2 separate regions of the Mus musculus genome follow, and region 1 is linked to region 2. The links are chromatin contacts, called in public Hi-C maps. All regions are on one chromosome and are shown on one strand. Each heading gives the region's core, a stretch centred on a gene start, on an enhancer-like site or on the middle of the called end of the contact. The rest is flanking DNA. Distances are from core to core; before and after follow the strand shown.

Region 1 (6,464 bases), core at 3,022-5,521, 130 kb after region 2:
AGAATATACACATGAACTCCTACGACTCAGTAACACAAAACAAATCACCCAACTTGAAAGTGGATGAACTGAACAGGCATTTGTAGATAGCAGATACACAGTGATCTTTAAGGAAAAGCTGGGACTCCAGGAAGAACTTCCTGGGTCTGAATCCAGAAGGAGCCAGGTGGCCATTTACTGATTGAGAGGTCACAAATACTTAACTTTGAGTGTCTTGCCTGGGCATGTTCTTGCTTCAACTGCCAAAGTAAACAGCTATCAGAGAGGCCAGTCTGCTTCCTGGATCTGGCCAATGAGCTGTGCCTAACAATCAACTAATCAGAGCGCCTTCCCTGGGGTTTGCAGCCTCATTTGCATAAGCAGATTGGATCGAGAACTTAGGCAACAGTTTTAGCCCTTATTATATGCTTGAATTTTGTACCAAAGTCTGAATTTCCCTGGCTTGAAACTGCTTAGTTTTGAAACAAAGGCTCCCTTTTCATCTTGAGTTCTTTCCTGGGGAGTTTCTGTTGACAATAGGAATGAATGAACATTAAACACAAGGAAAAATGCTTGCTGTAATTAATCTTCAGAAAAAATACAAATCAAAACTGTAATGATCCGACACTAGACAGCCACTCCCATGGCTAGAGTCAAAAGACGTAGTAACAGGGGGTCAGTGAGGGTGCGGGGACATCAGAAGAACTAGTTGGTTTTGCACAACCATGACCAAAATGCCTGAGAGAATAACTCATAGGAGGAAAGATTGACTCAGCTCACCATTCCAAGGATTTCAGCCCTTGGCTTTGCTGTTGCATAGCAAGGTGAAGCAGCATCATGGTGGGAATGGGGTGTGTGGTGTGGAACTTTATTTTAAAACAATGTGTGTGTGTGTGTGTGTGTGTGTGTGTGTGTGTGTGTGTGCTTACCTGTGTGGAGGTCAGAGGTCAACTTGCAAGAGATGGTTTTCTCTGTTCACCACATAGGTCCTGGGCATTGACTGTGGATCATCAGGCTTGCTGACAAGTGCTTTTACCCACTGAATGTCTTGTTCACCCTGGAGGAACTTCATCCCATGGGCTGAAGCGGAGAGCAAGACAGACAGAAGCTGTTACGGGCTGTCCTCAGAACCACACCCCCAGGAGCTTTCTCCTGCAAGATCCCACTTCCACAAGCTACTGACACATCTCTACCAGCTAGGGATCATGTGATCAACATTCCAGCCTGCGGAGGGGGTGTCAGGGGTCAGGGTTCCCCTTCAAACTGTATTGTTGTAGCATTAATGTCATGCATTGTTGTCAGGAATGGGTAAGAGTATAGTTATGTGAGAAAGAATGGGCCAGTTTTGGGAGCTGGAGAGATGGTTCAACGGTTAAGAGCACCACTGATTGCTTTTCCGAAGGTCCTGAGTTCAAATCCCAGCAACCACATGGTGGCTCACAACCATCTGTAATGAGATCATGCCCTCTTCTGGGTGTCTGAAGACAGCTACAGTGCACTTTCATATAATACATAAATCTTTAAAAAAAGAGAAAGAGAAAAGAATGTGTCAGTTTCATTTCTTTTTATTATACTTATTGAATGTGTATGTGGGTATGTGCCACATCATACTTGTAGAGACCAGAGAACAACTTGCAACCTACTGTGTAGGTCCTGCAAATGGAACTCAGACTGCCAGCCTTGGTGGCAAGTGCTTTGACCCACTGAACCATGTTGCTGGCCCTAAATATGCCAGCTTCTCAAAAGGCTAAATCCAGTTATCACATGGACCAACTCCTCTCTTCGATGTATAACCCAAAAGAAATGAAAATATGACCATATAAAAGCTCTTATCTAAATGTTCATAACAACATTGTTTATGACATCTAAAGGAAAGGTATAACTCATATGACCCTTGAAAACATGCTATGTGAAAAAAAAAAAGCTATGCTATGTGAAAAATAGTTTCTGATTCCACAATGAGAGTAAGGTTTAGAATAGGTTGCTGTAGAAATAGAGTGTAGATTAGTGTTTACTTAGGGATAGAGTAGGGAGTTGAGGGAAAGTAGAAGTTACTAATCCATACAGTTTCTTTTAGAGGTGATGAGAACAAACTAAAAGTGGTCCTGTAGCGATGACTACACCTGTCTGTACGCACTCCTTGTTATTTTCCCTGAGTCAGGGTTTCTCTGTGTAACAGAGCCCTGGATATACTGGAATTCATGATAGAGACCAGGCCAGTCTCAAGCTCACAGAGATCCACCTGTTCCTGAGTGCAGGATTTGTATCAGGTCAGAGATGGAAGATCCGGCACACTATTCTAATCTGCTTTCTCCTTCTCTGCCAGCAGGATGGCCAGAGCGCATATGGTTACGAAGGAATAAGATCAGCACAGCTGAAGAGCAGAGCCAACACAGGGAAGGAATGTTCTGGAGACTCAGACCCGTGGCTGAGTGATTTTGAGTAAAAGAGAAATGATTTTGCGTGTTAAAAAGAACAGCAACAGCAATGACCAAGGAACACATCTTATTCAATTTTTGTTGAAAGGAGATTTAGAAATAGTTTATCTGGTCTGGAATTTCTCAACCTCTTATCAATATTGACATTTGGATGGGATAGTTTGTTGCCATTGAGGTAAAAGAGTAAGCTAAATAAATTCTACCTGCCCCCATTTCTTTCAGTACACTTCACAGAAAAAAGGAAAAAAAAAAAAAAAAACAGGAAGAGAAAAATAAGATGACATCACCCATGTCATTCAACTGGTGACCTAACTGCAGCTTGTCAGGGAGTCAAGTCTCCTCCACCTCAGCTAGCTGCTCTTGTCTCACTCTTTAGAAACCAAACTTCCTACTTCTCCATTTGATAACAAGCAAAGAAGGCACTGAGATGTGTTGGCGGACTTTTCTGCAAGGGTCTTAGCATGGATTCTTCTGAAAGGGTCCTCTCCCATTTGGAGGATGTTATGCAGTGGAGGGGGAGGTTAAGGTGAAAGGCAATAAAGACTATGGATCTATAGGACCAGCCACTGTGGGACAGTGGCTCCCTCTTCTCTCTAGTGCAGCCGCTAAGCATTCTTCTTCTCACTCGATTCTACACCTTTAAGTATGAAGGAAGATGGCTCAGGGACGGTCCAGGAAGGAGTCGGGTACAGCGCAGGTGAAGCTGCACATGTCAGAAAGCATCTGAGATGGACAGAGTCCCGAGCAAGCCTCGAGATCAAAAGGGACCGACTGGGAATTTGCTCCGGTATTTGGTCATGGGGCCTTCTACATAAGGCTTCGCTGTGTAACTTAAATATCCTAGGAAGATAAGAACTGATAACTTAAATGGAAACAGGGCAGCTTAATAAAACACAGAAACATATACTCTGTCAGAGGGTACCAAATGATAACAACATCTGAGGAGAGAATATAAGCTACTAAATCTATTGGGAAATCCAAACAAGATTTTAAATCAATCTCTGTTTTTCACCATTTTGAAGTGTAATTCTGACCTAACTGATATCAAATAAACTTATAATGATCATGTTGAAGGGTAGTTTTGTTGTTGTTGTTGTTTTTGTTTTGTTTTGTTTTATAACAGGGAAATAATACATTACAGGGGTCAGGCCTCTTCTTAACATTTATAAGGTGTTACAAATCCCACTAAATGGGAGTAAAGGTTTGGGAAAATAGCATTGGCTATAGGAGACACTGGGGTTTATATAGCCCCCTCCTCAAACTGTAAGAGCAAGGGCTTTTCAAGGGTTGGGGGATTTCCGGAGGACTTTTGGCTATGTAGGAACTTGGCTGAACATTTCAAAATTATTTGGCAGGGCATCTTATCTTATCAGGGTGGAGGTTGGGGTATAGGGTGTGGAACGTGACAAATTCCAGAAAATAGGTAAGACGTGGTCAAATCCAAGTTTTACAGATAACAGGGATGAACTTTTTTTGACCTTGTAACAAGATGGCTTTTAATCTTTTTTTTTTTTTTTTAAACTTAAGATGGAGTCAGGCCAGTCCATTAAAGGCCAAAGGTAAAGGGATAAATGAGACAATATAATTCATATGTTTAACTGTGGGGAAGTTGTAAGTGAAATTGATAAAGAGGATCTTTCCACTTTGATAAAAGAACCAAAGACCAGCCCGATTAGAATGTAAAATTCTTGAACTCTTTGAAGTTTTCTTTTTACCAGAAAGTAAAGTTATGGGGGAGCCTGGACCCCAATTCAAAACTCTTCTCTTCTCTTCCCACCCCTGACAGAGTGGCCTTCAAGTGGCTGTTCCAGGCTGCACTCCATGCTCTCTGCAGCAGGTTCCACTTGGCAAGCCTGGAGCTAATTACACTTCCTAGTACTGTTGTCTGCGCTGGGAAAGAAGTCTAGGCAAGTCCTGGAATTAGTCTTCGTACATTTGAACAAGGAATTCTGAGGTAAGCCAAGATGTCCTAGTGAGGTTTAGAGGGAAGTTGTGAATTCTGAGAATATCTCCTTGGCCTCCCAGCCTCTGTCCCCTGTGGTGAGGAGATCAAGGAGGGTCAGAGCACAACCCCCTAAAAGCCTGAAGCTGGTTGTCAGCTGAAGGCCCTACATCCTGGAATGTGGTCGATAGGAAAGTCAGGCCATCCTGGTGCAGACCTCTGACCTACTTCAGCAGGAAGGGGGAGCCGGGACTGGGCTTGTTCAGTCACGGAAGGTGGAGCGTGCTTTTCTAGCCTTGGAGTGGTCACAGAATCTTATCGCCCCGCACGACAGAGTCTGCCCGGACTTGAGTGCCTGTTAGGTTAATGATTTAAGAGGACATTCACCTTTTCACTCTGCTGAGAAAATACTAGAAAATTCTGGCATTGCTTTATCCGGTTCAGAGAGCTTTCACTAAGTGGGGGCCCTTCCCTGCTCCCCAACCCCCAGTGGTTCACAGAACCAAGGAGCCCTCTCTCTTTGCTTGCCTGCTCTCCTTGTTTCTGTTCGTTTTTCAGTTATTGTCTTGACAGGAGCCTTCTCTCCCTGACAAATTGTCTCCTTCCTGTCTTCCTAACCTCCACCTCTGACTGAAGCCCACTGTACACTTTTCCTCTCTATTCTGCTGGTTAAAAAAGAAAAGAAAAGAAAAGAAAAGGTGGCAGATGGCTCAGAGCTAGGCTGATTTGTTCTGGCTTTCATTTTTACTAGTGAACTCTGCTTGTTTAGAGCAGCCTTTTTGTTTGTTTGTTTTTTTCGAGACAGGGTTTCTTTGTGTATCCCTGGCTGTCCTGGAACTCACTCTGTAGACCAGGCTGGCCTCGAACTCACAAATCCGCCTGCCTCTGCCTCTGCTGGGATTAAAGGCATGTGCCACCACGCCCAACTATAGAGCGGCCTTCTTAAATTAGGTGCCACACACCTGCAATCCCAGCTCTTGAAAGCTAAATCAAGGGGATTGCTGTGAGTTCGAGGCCAGCCTAGGCTACATTGCTAGACCCTGTCTTTTACCACCCACCCACCTCCAAAAACCACCACCACCGAAAATCCCCACCTTCCCACCACATTCCCCAGAATTCCCTTTCTCTGTTCCCTCCAGTTCCCTCCAGCACCAGCCTGCTTCTGCATATGACTTCCCCTCTTGCTTAATCTGAGAGAGCAACATTTTCCAGCCTGACTCTCCTCTTCCTGCCTCATCTCTGCTGAGGAATATTTAAAGACAACACCACCTCTTGGTTTCTAAGAACCGAACCCAGGTCCTCTGAGCCAACTCTTCAGTCCCTCGTGGATCTAAGCTCATCTGTGAGATTTTTATCCTAAAGGCAATGGGAAAGTTTAAGCAAGTGGATTTTCTATTTAAAACTGTGGCTTGGGAAGAGTGCAGCTGGACAATGTGGGAAGTTCTCTTGGGTTTCTCTACTCCTCTTTCTCCTCAGGCTCTGGACTGCCAACTGGTATCTTCTACACATAAATGGGCACATATGTATAAGCCCTCCCTCTACCAAATTGTTTTGTCAATCAAATGTAAAGCACATTATTGTGCAGAGGGGCTCTCTATCACAAAACATAAACATAAAGCGCTCTGCTCCTTAATGTGGAGATAAAACTGATGTAATAAAACCAGTTTGCACAACTGCATAGATGTGACTTGGTTACTTTCCCCTCTGTGGTGGGAGAAGAAATAGGTGATATGTGTCTGAGTTAGTGTTCTATTGCTGTGAAAAGACGCCACGATCAAGGCAATTGTCATACAAGTAAGCAGTTAATCGGGGGATTGATTACAGTTTCAGAAGGTTAGGCCATTATCATCGTGGTGGGGCGTGTGGCAGCATTCTGGCAGGCATAGTGCTGGAGAAGGAGCTGAGAGCTTAATACATCCTGATCTGTAGGCAGAAAGCAGAGAGGGGGGAGATGGAGAGGGGGAGGGGGGGGGGAAGGAGAGGGAAGGAGAGGGGGAGGGGGAGGGGGAGGGGGAGGGGGAGGGAGAGGTGGTGGGGTAGGGGAGACTGAGCCTGGCATGGGTTTTGAAACCTCAAAGCCCACTCCCAGTGACATGATTATTCCA
Region 2 (6,547 bases), core at 2,642-5,141:
GACATAACCCACAGCTGGTACCCACGGGAATCCAACAGGACCTCTGGGTTGAGCAAAAAGGGGGTGAGTGAACCCAGCCCCAAGCATTCCCTCTGCCCCCTCCCCCAACCCCCAGCCTTTGACATTAGCCCAATGATTAGCCCTACTATGTTTTCCACAGGAGTCAACTCATGGATTCAGATACTCTGAAAGGACATCTGACCTGATGCCTCCAGTCCAGAGCCACTCTCTGGTGTTAATGAAAGGAAATAAAACTTGAGACATGTGATTCATGTAATTTATGTCAAATAGCCCAAAGAGTTGCTTGTGAGCTTTAAAACCTGGGGCTGAGAACATAGCAGAACAGGCCAGGACATGCCAGGCAGGCTCATCATTACATGTCCTGACTGACCTAGTGCCTCCCTATCTCCCGCCCTTCTGACAGTCTGTTGATGTTTAAATGAACCAATCATGTGAAACGGCGCCAATTCCTCCCCTAGCCCCACCCCTTTTCTATAAAAACCCCTAGCTTCCAAGCCTCGTGGTAAGCCTCGTGGTGGAAACCACTGTCTCCTGTGTGAGATATGTTTTGAACTGGAGCTCCGCCATTATGGCTCCACCATGTGGTCAACACCTCTGTCTCCTGCTGGAGATATGTGTCAGCCCGGAACTCCGTCATAAAGTACCTCATGCTTTTACGTCAAGATGGTCGTCTGTTCGTGATTCTTGGGTGCGCGCTGAACGGAAATTGAGTGGGGGTTTCCCCACTAGGTTCTTTTTTTTTTTTAAGATTTTATTTATTATTTATTATATGTAAGTACACTGTAGCTGTCTTCAGACACTCCAGAAGGAGTCAGATCTCGTTACAGATGGTTGTGAGCCACCATGTGGTTGCTGGGATTTGAACTCTGGACCTTCGGAAGAGCAGTCGGGTGCTCTTACCCACTGAGCCATCTCACCAGCCCCCCCCCCACTAGGTTCTTTCATTAGCAGAACGTCCCTAAACCTCTGAAACCTGACAGTCCACAAGAGCAAAGACCCCCTCTCTAATTTCTCCTTGAAACAAACAAACAAACAAATGGTTACTCAGTGACCTTTTAAATACCATCTAGGAAAATTTGTGAGAAAGCTTAACATTTTGGACCTCTGTGGAATCCTCTGGAGCAGAACGGCTGCAGGAACATTCCAGTGGGATAAGGTGTCTCTTTCCTTTTCTATGATGGGGAACACCTCATCACACAAAAAGCACATTTAAAAAAAATTTTAAAAAAAAATGCAGGTCCTATTAAAGTCCCCCATAAAAAACTCACCAAGGGCTGGTGAGATGGCTAAGTGGGTAAGAGCACCCGACTGCTCTTCCGAAGGTCCAGAGTTCAAATCCCAGCAACCACATGGTGGCTCACAACCACCTGTAACAAGATCTGACTCCCTCTTCTGGAGTGTCTGAAGACAGCTACAGTGTACTTACATATAATAATAAATAAGAAAAAAAAAAAACTCAACAAAAATATGTGGGCTCACAACTTCCCTCCCCAACCCAGCAATCCTGCCCTCCACAGGACTCCATTACAATAGTAGTCTCCCCCTACCCTTTTTCCCCTGCCCATGTGCCACAGGACACCTTTACAAACGAACGCGCCAACTCAGGGCTCTTCCCAACCTCTTCAAGAGAGCTCTCTACTTCTTTCCTCTGACCCGCACAACTACACTCTCCAAGAACCAGCTAAGGAAATGGAAGAGCCTCATAACTACTGGGGTCCAGAAGTTGCCCCCACAAACCATATAAACCCTTGGGGTCTCAGCCACAGAGGGGTCTCAACCACACAGGGGTCTCAGCCACACAGGGGTCTCAGCCACACAGGGGTCTCAGCCACACAGGGGTCTCAGCCACACAGGGATAGCTCATTGAGCACTGGCCCCAGGACTGACCGGTCAGGGCCACAGACCAAACACGGGAGCTGACTGCACCCAGGAGCAGACTCCTACAGAGCTTTTAAGCCTGAAATCCACAAACATCTGTGCCAAGTTATTCCACCAATTAGGATTTAGGGATAGGGGATTTCCTTCGGAATGTGTCTTTATTCTTCCCATTGGTTGGAGTGTGGCAGGGGACTTACCTTGTCTAACATTCATGTCTTAATTTGCCAACCAGGATCTCAGTTACCCAGGTACATGAGCCTTTCTGCTTAGTAGGTTATCCATTCCCAGGGAGGTCTTGGGAACCTAAATTTTACTTGACCCCTACTCAAAATGGCTTCTTATATTGGTGCAGGTGTCTCTCTTATGGGGTCCATCCCAGGGGCAGCTTACAAAGACAAAACCATAAAAGCTTACACATAGGTAGAGGAAGTGTTGCCAGCTGGTTGGTACAGGTACAGGTTGGTACAGGTCCAAGCCTATTGTGGCTAATTATACAAAGCAGTTCTAACTGACCTCAGTTGTGATTGGTTTCCAAGAACACCAAAGCGCCCGGCCAGATTACCATTTTAAACAGGTTTTTGTTTTTTTGTTTTTTGTTTTTTTTTTCCAGAGCCCAGCCTGCAAGATGCTGTAGCCAAGCACTCCTCTGGCTTCAGATTTGAGACATAATCACCTGTCTTCTGGCTCACGAGTTCAAAACCCACTCTCACCTTCTCAACCCCTGCCACCAGGCTCCTATGCCTGTCTCCCTTTTTCGGGGTTTAAAGAAACAGAAAGTTGCACCTCTCCTGCTGCCACCTGCTGGGCTATGGTGGCACATGGCCAGGGGCAACACACAACTGGGACTCACATGCCAGGAAAAAGGACCTGACCATCCGTGGTGTGGATTCAAGGGCAGATGGAGCAGGCAGCTGGCAGTGGCAGTGGGACAGGCCAGGTGTGAATGGCGTCTGGACAGGAAGGATCCTCTAGGCAAAGTTAAATTCTCTGAGCAGACTAACTGCATGTAACTGTTGCCTGTCACCTCAGTTACAATACAAAGCTACAGAACCTAAAACTACTAGAGTAATGGGTGGAGTCTTGCTGCTGATGTATCCTGAGACAATACAGTTCACCCAAAACTTAGAATTGTCATGCTTAGCTGGGCAGTGGTGGCGCACGCCTTTAATCCCAGCACTTGGGAGGCAGAGGCAGGTGGATTTCTGAGTTCAAGGCCAGCCTGTTCTACAGAGTGAGTTCCAGGACAGCCAGGACTGCACAGAGAAACCCTGTCTCAAAAAACAAAAAAAAAAAAAGAAGAAGAAGAATTGCTTTTTTTGGTTTGAATTTTAAATGCTTGTTCTTCCCCAATAACAAGAATATCTAAAAATAATGTTCTTGCTTTTAATTCAAAATGTTTACAGATTGCAAATGATGAATACTGACATATCTAAACATTTCTCTCTTTTTGTAAACTTAAAACTTCTTTTAAGTTTCAGAAAATCATTGTGGATCTACCTCCCAAAGGTCAAATGGACTGCATTAACAACTATTAGTTAATCTTCAACTAAGAAAAATAAGACCATCTACTTATTTTTCACAGACAAGCTGTTACTGCCTAATCCAGATACATAATTAACATGGCATTTCCTTTCTCAGCCACTTTAAGCAGATGACATAAAAGATCTCCAGCTCTTCCCTCTGCTTTCCTTACTGCAACACAGTAAGGAAACACACTTTTTTTTTTTTTTTTTTTTGAGACAGGGTTTCTCTGTATAGTCCTGGCTGTCCTGGAACTCACTTTGTAGACCAGGCTGGCCTCGAACTCAGAAATCCGCCTGCCTCTGCCTCCCGAGTGCTGGGATTAAAGGCGTGCACCACCACGCCCGGCTAAGAAAACACACTTAAAGGGTGCCAGGCCAGGATTAAGATTCCCTCCAACACCTCCCCCCACCTCGCCCCTCCTCCCCCCCTTTGCCTTCTCCTTAGGCACCTATCCCACCCAGCACAGGAGAGGAGCTTGTGAGTGAAGCTGGAGAAAAGAGGAGACCTTGTCTCAAAGGAGCACTGGGCTGAAGAGAGGGCTCAGTGGTTATGGTCTTTTTCAGAGAACCCTGGTTCTTCAAATCCTGAAGAATGAAAAATTACTGGCCTCTTGTGAGAACATGAACTTTCACCTCGGAGCCCACCCCCTCCCATCTGGAAAACATACTTGAGAAAAAACATTTTCTGGAACAACCACAGAATGTTTCAACAGGCCAGATGTATTGCCAAACACAGGATATGACTCTTTGGTTGAGTAAATTTGTGGTTGTTAAACTTCCCCTATTCCCTCCCCATTCCCCCTCCCAGTTTGTGGTTTTTTCCTTTAAAAGCTTGTGAAAATTTTAAGTCGTCGTCGAGACTCCTCTACCCTGTGCAAAGGTGTATGAGTTTCGACCCCAGAGCTCTGTGTGCTTTCTGTTGCTGCTTTATTTCGACCCCAGAGCTCTGGTCTGTGTGCTTTCATGTCGCTGCTTTATTAAATCTTACCTTCTACATTTTATGTATGGTCTCAGTGTCTTCTTGGGTACGCGGCTGTCCCGGGACTTGAGTGTCTGAGTGAGGGTCTTCCCTCGAGGGTCTTTCATTTGGTACATGGGCCGGGAATTCGAGAATCTTTCATTTGGTGCATTGGCCGGGAATTCGAAAATCTTTCATTTGGTGCATTGGCCGGGAAACAGCGCGACCACCCAGAGGTCCTAGACCCACTTAGAGGTAAGATTCTTTGTTCTGTTTTGGTCTGATGTCTGTGTTCTGATGTCTGTGTTCTGTTTCTAAGTCTGGTGCGATCGCAGTTTCAGTTTTGCGGACGCTCAGTGAGACCGCGCTCCGAGAGGGAGTGCGGGGTGGATAAGGATAGACGTGTCCAGGTGTCCACCGTCCGTTCGCCCTGGGAGACGTCCCAGGAGGAACAGGGGAGGATCAGGGACGCCTGGTGGACCCCTTTGAAGGCCAAGAGACCATTTGGGGTTGCGAGATCGTGGGTTCGAGTCCCACCTCGTGCCCAGTTGCGAGATCGTGGGTTCGAGTCCCACCTCGTGTTTTGTTGCGAGATCGTGGGTTCGAGTCCCACCTCGCGTCTGGTCACGGGATCGTGGGTTCGAGTCCCACCTCGTGTTTTGTTGCGAGATCGTGGGTTCGAGTCCCACCTCGCGTCTGGTCACGGGATCGTGGGTTCGAGTCCCACCTCGTGCAGAGGGTCTCAATTGGCCGGCCTTAGAGAGGCCATCTGATTCTTCTGGTTTCTCTTTTTGTCTTAGTCTCGTGTCCGCTCTTGTTGTGACTACTGTTTTTCTAAAAATGGGACAATCTGTGTCCACTCCCCTTTCTCTGACTCTGGTTCTGTCGCTTGGTAATTTTGTTTGTTTACGTTTGTTTTTGTGAGTCGTCTATGTTGTCTGTTACTATCTTGTTTTTGTTTGTGGTTTACGGTTTCTGTGTGTGTCTTGTGTGTCTCTTTGTGTTCAGACTTGGACTGATGACTGACGACTGTTTTTAAGTTATGCCTTCTAAAATAAGCCTAAAAATCCTGTCAGATCCCTATGCTGACCACTTCCTTTCAGATCAACAGCTGCCCTGCCTCCCACTCCAACTCCAGAGAGCAGCCAGCGGGTCACAGTGGTCCCGCCCATGAACCTGGAGCCTAGGGAAAAATGAGCTCGGAAATCCGGAGCAAATGAGGAGTGGTCCCTGAGAAGTCAGTGGCCTAAATGTTGTGGCTGCTGAAGCAAAAGAAGAGGAGGCTGTTCGAGTAGCCGGCCAAGAGCGCCGCGGGTTCCCAGGCAGCTTCTCATTCCCCTGTCCCTCCCATCCCGTCTCTTGTTAACAGAAAAACTGCTTTCACTTTGAGATATGAGTGGCCCGATACAGCCAGCTGTGAGAGCTGTACTCCCTTCCCTGCCCCACGTGTTTTCTCTTCTCAGGCGACCCCTCCCTGAGCTGCTGGCAGTGAGTCTGTTCTAAGCTCCAGTGAGGGAGGCATCCGCCCACTTGGGGCTTCTGTCCAAGGTAAGGAGCACCTGTGAGTCTAACTGCCAGGCTCTGATGGGGGTCTCGTCTCTGTGGGACTAGAAAGTGTCCCAACAATCTGACCAAGGTAACAGGAAGTTAAGACAAAGACAGAGACCAAAGTCAGAATCAGAGCTGTGCTGTGAGACAAAAAGATAAAAAAAATAAAATGCTGGCCACAAAAGTCAGGAAAACTAGAAAACTTAGATAGTACCTGGCAACAAAAGAAAGCTTTTGGCTAAAGATCAACGTGTATACTGTAAAGAAAATGAGCACTGGGTGAGAGACTGCCCCAACAAAAAGAAGAGGAGCCCCCCTCATGACCAAACCCTTCACCTGTTCGTGGCTAAAAGTAAAGAGATAACAAAAGGGGTGCTAACACAGAAGCTGAGTCCTTAAAAGAGTCCGGTGGCCTACCTGTTGAAGCAGCTAAAAAAGAGACTGTGTTTCATACTCCTCCACTGACCAGTGCAAAACAAGCTAAAAAGTTCCTGGGCACTGCGGGCTTTTGCAGATTGTGGATTCCAGGTTTTGCTGAGTTAAAGAGATAAACAGCCCTTCGTATAGAAAAATAAAAAACAACCTTGGATGTCCTTGGATGCTATTGAGACTGCCCTAA

Evidence for each region. Hi-C and Micro-C count contacts between places; a contact is called where the count stands out from the background.
Region 1: a Hi-C map of liver shows a contact between it and region 2, with 1.9 times the contacts expected there. The contact joins two enhancer-like sites. A contact is called at or near these places in 1 of 39 promoter capture datasets (embryonic stem cells), 1 of 15 datasets of contacts at CTCF or cohesin (the NIH/3T3 cell line), 12 of 484 Hi-C or Micro-C datasets (CD8 T cells, Th1 cells, Th2 cells and 7 more) and 20 of 115 datasets of contacts at active chromatin or transcription factors (the 230-238 cell line, CD8 T cells, the HPC-7 cell line and 9 more).

The regions. Positions count from the first base shown.
Region 1 is chr2:75,768,165-75,774,628 of GRCm38.p6, forward strand. It overlaps Gm34657 (a long non-coding RNA gene), which reads left to right and starts at 667. Exons shown (of 2, transcript XR_374734.2): 1 at 667-1,223; 2 at 2,309-3,495. Within about 2 kb of position 4,272, at least 52 of the 459 cell types and tissues checked have an H3K27ac peak or open chromatin away from gene starts, as enhancers often do. A contact at or near this core is called in kidney, liver and pancreatic cancer cells, where this site is marked.
Region 2 is chr2:75,634,095-75,640,641 of GRCm38.p6, forward strand. It overlaps Gm39858 (a long non-coding RNA gene), which reads left to right. Exons shown (of 2, transcript XR_866473.1): 1 at 1-63; 2 at 161-281. Among named protein-coding and RNA genes, the nearest start is that of Gm39858, 3.4 kb to the left of the region's middle. Within about 2 kb of position 3,892, at least 41 of the 459 cell types and tissues checked have an H3K27ac peak or open chromatin away from gene starts, as enhancers often do. A contact at or near this core is called in kidney, liver and pancreatic cancer cells, where this site is marked.